Regions from separate parts of the Ovis aries genome. Here region 2 is linked to region 1. A link is a contact called in public Hi-C data. All regions are on one chromosome and are shown on one strand. Each heading gives the region's core, a stretch centred on a gene start, on an enhancer-like site or on the middle of the called end of the contact. The rest is flanking DNA. Distances are from core to core; before and after follow the strand shown. Region 1 has its middle 14 kb from the start of EIF4G3. Region 2 overlaps EIF4G3 (eukaryotic translation initiation factor 4 gamma 3).

The links. Hi-C and Micro-C count contacts between places; a contact is called where the count stands out from the background.
Region 2: a Hi-C map of muscle shows a contact between it and region 1, with 9 times the contacts expected there. The contact joins two enhancer-like sites. A contact is called at or near these places in 13 of 16 Hi-C or Micro-C datasets (blood, liver, mesenteric adipose tissue and 5 more).

What each region holds. Positions count from the first base shown.
Region 1 is chr2:245,199,542-245,202,331 of ARS-UI_Ramb_v3.0, forward strand. No RefSeq gene overlaps it. Among named protein-coding and RNA genes, the nearest start is that of EIF4G3, 14 kb to the right of the region's middle. Within about 2 kb of position 1,355, at least 2 of the 54 cell types and tissues checked have an H3K27ac peak or open chromatin away from gene starts, as enhancers often do. A contact at or near this core is called in muscle, where this site is marked.
Region 2 is chr2:245,408,362-245,411,151 of ARS-UI_Ramb_v3.0, forward strand. EIF4G3 (eukaryotic translation initiation factor 4 gamma 3) reads left to right here. Exons shown (of 38, transcript XM_060410690.1): 9 at 2,726-2,746. Among named protein-coding and RNA genes, the nearest start is that of HP1BP3, 180 kb to the right of the region's middle. Within about 2 kb of position 1,405, at least 3 of the 54 cell types and tissues checked have an H3K27ac peak or open chromatin away from gene starts, as enhancers often do. A contact at or near this core is called in muscle, where this site is marked.

The DNA.
Region 1 (2,790 bases), core at 105-2,604:
GGGGCCTGGCCCGGTCCTCGGTGCTTTGCATACCTTATCTCCTGTAATCCTCCATCCAGCCTGTCAGACAGACACTGTGGTTCTTAGCAGGAAACTGGGATGGAGAGAAATAGGGGCCGAGCCAGGAAGTGGTAAAGCTGTGAGAGTCAAATCCAGTCTGAAGGCTGACTCCAGGGTCAGGGTTCTACCCACTGCTCCAGCCGCTGGAGCCCTCTCTGCAGCCAGAGGTTCCTCTCAATCCAGGCCAGGATTTGAGGGGAGAGGCCACCAGGAATGGCAGCCCAAAGATGCAAGTCCTGGTGCAAACCCCAAGTCACAGGGGCAGACCCCCTTCCTAGGGGGCCATGAGATGAACAAATCGAATCTCTGCAGACGTGTGTTTAGTCCCTAAGTCATCTCCAACTCTTTGCGACCCTTTGGACCGTAGCCCTCCAGGCTCCTCTGTCCATGGGATGCAGACATTACCTTCACTCTAAATGCAGGAGCTGGCTTGTGTTTTGGTGCCATGAGAGCTTACCAGGCACTGCTCTGGTTCTTTATATTATAAAGTCTATGAGAAAGTTATCATATCATTACTCTACTACAGAGTAGTAGAGTACTCTGCTAAAGAACGTGAGGTATAGAGAGGTTAAATGTCTTGCCCAGGATCACACAGCTAATGAGATTTGAACCCAAGCAAATTGGTTTTGGCACCTGAGCCTTTCTGGTCCGTGAGCTAGGATTCTGCACAGTCACGTGGACTCTCCCTTCCCCAACAGCTCCAGCTGAGAGATAAGAAGAGTTAAAGTAATAGGAAACAGGATCTTCCTTTATTTTCCATGGCTGCACCTCGAGGCAGGTGGAACTTCCCCAACCAGGGATCAAACCAGTGCCCCTGCAGTGGAAGCTTGGTGTCATAACCACTGGACCACCAGGGAAATCCTGAGGGTCCTCTTTTATTGATGTGTTCAGCCCTGAGCTACATCTTTCTACCTCAGAACTTTGCCAGCCCATTGGAACTACTAGGATCCCCTTTATACAGATGACAGGAGTCAAGGTCCGGCTAGGTGAAGTGACTGGCTAAGGTCTCAGAACTGAGATTTGAGCTAAGACCTATATTTTCCAAAGTCCAAGCCCTATGCTCCAGGAGTAAGATAGCACTGCCCTGGGCACTTCTCTTACATTTCTCAGCTATAGTGCCAAAGAAGTGTTCAGGTGTTTTGCTGAGAACGGGGAAAGCCATTCTAGGAAACCCTTTTAAGGCAGAGGACTCAGACCTGCCCAGATCGAGGTGCTCTCTCAAATCTGCCAGGGTAGGGTTACATTCCGTAACTCAACCAGCATCCACCCCTCAACTATTTCCAGAGCGCCACCTACTGCCAGGCTCCGGGGCGTGCAGCAGTGAAAGCGAGTCACTGACCCTGCCCTGGGGAGCTTACCTTCTAGCCGTGAATAGCCATGATCCAAGTAAGTACCTGTGTGAGATATCCAGGGAGCTGTGGGTGTGGATGAGACCGCTGGGCCTGGGCTGATAACTGATGTGCGTGTTTTACATTTATTCAAGGACTTGAGAAGGTCAAGGATATCACTTAGTGCTTTTGGCCAAAGCTGAAAGCTGGCCATGCTACAGCATGAAATGAAAGAGGTTTCTATTTTCTTCATGTTCAGAAAGCAGGCTGTGGTACCGTTAGGATTCACCTCCTCTCTCCAAGCCATTTCCAGCTTCATAGAAAAGGTAAATAAGCTAACATTTGTTGAATACTTATTACGTGCCAGGTACCATGCTACATCAGTCCCTTATGCATGCAGCATGATAGAATCACACACACACACACACATACACACACACACACAGATCGTCCCACCACAAAAGTAGCAGAAGGTGGGGATGAATTAAATTTGTCTGGGAAGGAGGCAAGTCAAGGAAAGTTTCTCCTGTAAGATGATACTTGCGCTGGGTTTTAAAGGATAAGTAGGAGCTCACTAGGCAATCCAGGAGCAGGAGACACTTCAGGTGGAGGAAACAGCATCTGGAAAGATTTGGAGACGTGAAAGTGTTTGGCTGTTCAAGGTGCATGTCAGTAAAGAAGTGGGAGGAACTGAGGGTGCAGAGATTGCTGAGTCAGAGGCCACAGGGCCTTAGGTACTTGGCTGAGGAACCTGGCTTCTGTCTGATCTCCACGTTCCCTGCAGAAGGGTGGGAGCCAAGCATCTTCTTCCACTTCTCTATCCAAGTGGAAGCAAAGGCACACAAGGGGGGAGGGGGGAAAGAGCGTGATTGCCAAATTTGGGAAGCTGAAAAACGTTCATCTGCAGAATTAATTCTACATCGCTGCTATTTTCATTCTCACGCTGGTGGGAAAGGCAGAGCATAGCAACGTGCCTCAGCCTTTTTCCAGGTGTCTGGAGCACTGGCAGGCCGGCTCCCACGGAGATCACTGGGGCCAGCCTGCTGCTTGGCGCCAGCTGTGGGCATCTGGAAATCCAGCTTCCTCTTCTTGTCATTAGATAGGGGGGAAGATCAGAATCCAGGATTTTCCCAAGGCAGTAAGCTTGGCAGGATGATAAAATGGCATTAGGCTTGACAAGGGCCAGGGGGAAGGATATCCGGACCACCCAGGATAGAAAGATGGGGTTTCCAGATCCAGGATGGGGTATGTGGGTGGCTCTGTGAAGTCCTTTGGTTTAGAGCATGCTGGTGGCCTGCCAGGCGGGTTCTAGAGACCTCTCACTAGGCCAGGCCCAGTAGCCATCAGGTCGGTCTCAGTAACGGGACAGCTCGGAAGATTTGGTGTGTGGGTTGCTGTTGTT
Region 2 (2,790 bases), core at 155-2,654, 210 kb after region 1:
CTTCTTTTAATGATTCTTCAGCACTCAGTGGAGAGGAAAAAGTATTCAGAAGCATTGCAAGCAGTTTGGGAAAGCCTGTTCACATCCACACTTTTCACTAACCTATGGTTTGCTGCCATGCCTGTCCAGTGTTAAATCTAATGCTATATTTACAGTTGAATGGTTAAGAGGGAAGAGAATCCATATCTTTTTATTTCTTTGCATGTCCAGCCATTATACCTTTTCCTCTGTGTGTGTGTGAGAGAGATAGAGAGACAGACAGAGAGATGTGTTTTTTTTTTTTTAAAGAAGAAACAAGATCCAAGTAGCCTGTCATTGTAAAAATCTTAGTGCAATAAAGTTGAGTAAATGTAGGCCTGTTAAATGTACCAGGGATAAGAAAAAATGTATGAACAAGTTTCACTAACTCTGAAGGAAATAGAGAATTAAGGGGTCTTGTAGGAAGAAGAAATTTGTTTTCCTGACTGATATACATGAGTTTTCATGAAGTGATTGATGGGGTGTTTTTGTTACCAGTAATCAATTTTGATTGATGTGCTACCTGTTAGTATAGTTTGATAAATGTCCTGGCATATGCCTTCAGCTTTTGAAAGAATTCTTCTGACTGACGTATCACGTTTGATATTACAAAGGATATTCCGTTTCATGAGAGGTAGAGTGTGTAACAGTTACAAGTACAGCCTCAGAACCTGATTATATTCAAATTATACATGGGAGACCATTAGGATGTTACTAATCCCCCCATCCCCCTCAATTTCCTCATATATCTATCTAATAGTAGTGTTAATAATAGTATCTGCCTTAGAGATTTGTAATGAAGATTATCTTAATATGTATGTAAAGTGTTGAGAGTGGTACCTGGGAACTGAAAGTGCTATATGAATCTTTATTGTTGGTATTCAGTGTGCATGTGTAATGCATTTTTTTAGTTTCAAAGCTGAAGTCTTAGTTTATTTCTAAAAAAGTGTATTGTATGTCCACATAAACACAAATTTAGTCTTTTACTGGCTCAGGTATATGTTATTAAGAGTATCATTAGAAACATTTGTTAGTTTCTCTTTCAAAAGAGCTAAAGCGAACAGTCTTATCCTGTTCAGAAATCTCCTTGAGTAAAATGTAATCTCAGTTATTCTAGACGGGCTGGTTAAAAATTCCAGCAGAACAGGTAGAAGATAGTGGTAAGAAAAGTGATTATGGGAAAACTGAACCTCTATCTATTTTTCTTGTTCTGCGTAAGTTAATGGAATAGTTTCCTTTCTCCCTCTAGCCCCCTCACCTCCCCATAGCACCATGTGTCTTCAAAGGCAATGAGTACTTTGACAAAATTAGTTGGTAATAACCACAGTGGATCTGTCCGTTTGATCCTCTCTTTGTCTTGGCTGCCCTCTAGAGTTCATGGAAGGGAATCTTACAGAATTAATCGTATCCAGTGTGCCTGACATTCAGGAGTGCTCAGTGTATTGAGCCAGATGAATGACCCTGCTCTCCTTGAGTCTTGTAACAGCTTTGTGGCTCCTGATACATATAGTGCGTTACAAAAAACACTTGGGTTCATTCCTGAAGTTTGTTTACAGCTCACATTGTTGATGAAAAATAGATTCTGTCTACTGTGTAATTAAGAGAAGTGAAGTCTAGCATGGAAAGTTTACTAGTCCAGTGTTCCTGATTTTAATTGACAGAAATTCTTGTGTCTGTCACCAAAACTGTGTCAGTAGAGATAATTTGAAGACTGCTGTCTCTGTAATCCAGCCCAGGCTCCTCCTGTATTATCACCCTTGCCTCTCGAATTTTCTTTTCATCTTCACCCACTGCTCTCTGGTTTTCCCCATTCACTTCATTCTCCTTCTGTACCTTCCTGTCTGTTCCTTGTCTGTGCCTTATTCTCTTTAGGGTTTTCTTTGCCCTGGGATATGAGGGCTGAATGCGGATGAGCCTTGGGCACTGGATCCCAGGTCTTCCAGTTCAACACAAGATGAAAAGTTACTTCCTACTACCTGTGGGTAGCTTGATACTCAAGAGTAGGACATGATGAAACCTGAGCAGGCCCAGAGGTCAAACTTGCCTTTATTAGGACCAGTAGCAACACTCACATCTGGAATCCTAAGACAACTCGGGAGATTTTGGAGCTGAACATTTTTAGACTACTACTGTATTTCCCATTTTAAACCTGTAGGTGGCCTCTTACATACCTAGTTAGTTGAAAAGAGCAAGTTTCTGTCATAAGGAGTCAGGTAAAAGTTGACAAGTTTAGGTATTTCTTAGGACTTTCTCAAACTTGAAAGTAACCAAATGGCACTCCTGCTGTTAACGCTCATCTCTACTCAAGATGAAAAGTAGGTCTTAGCTAAATAACTAATGTTGCATCATATCATGGGAGTCCATGAGAGCCAGGAGTAGTCCTCAGTAGTTCTAGCTGTGCTTGTCCGCTAAGCAGACATTTCCTTCCAAGCTGTTAAGACTTGTGGCTATACTATTAGAATATTTCTGCCTCTGGATTTATTTACTTGGATTGAATGTCACTTGATTCTTCAGTTCCATGTGCCCTTGAATTCTCAAGTGGAGAACTGTCATTCTGGCTGTCTAATCTTCCTTCTCCTCCTATGGTTACTGAATAGAAAGATGTTTTTGCTGAGCTGCATGCTATGTCCTGCCCCTTTACTGACCTGTAAGCTTTTCCATTGGCTTTCTTTCTGTTTCCCGCTGCTTTCTTGCTTCATAATTGAAGGGAGGATTCAGACCCATCCAGGTAACAAACTACTGGTTCTGCATGGCCTCCTTATTTCTCCATTC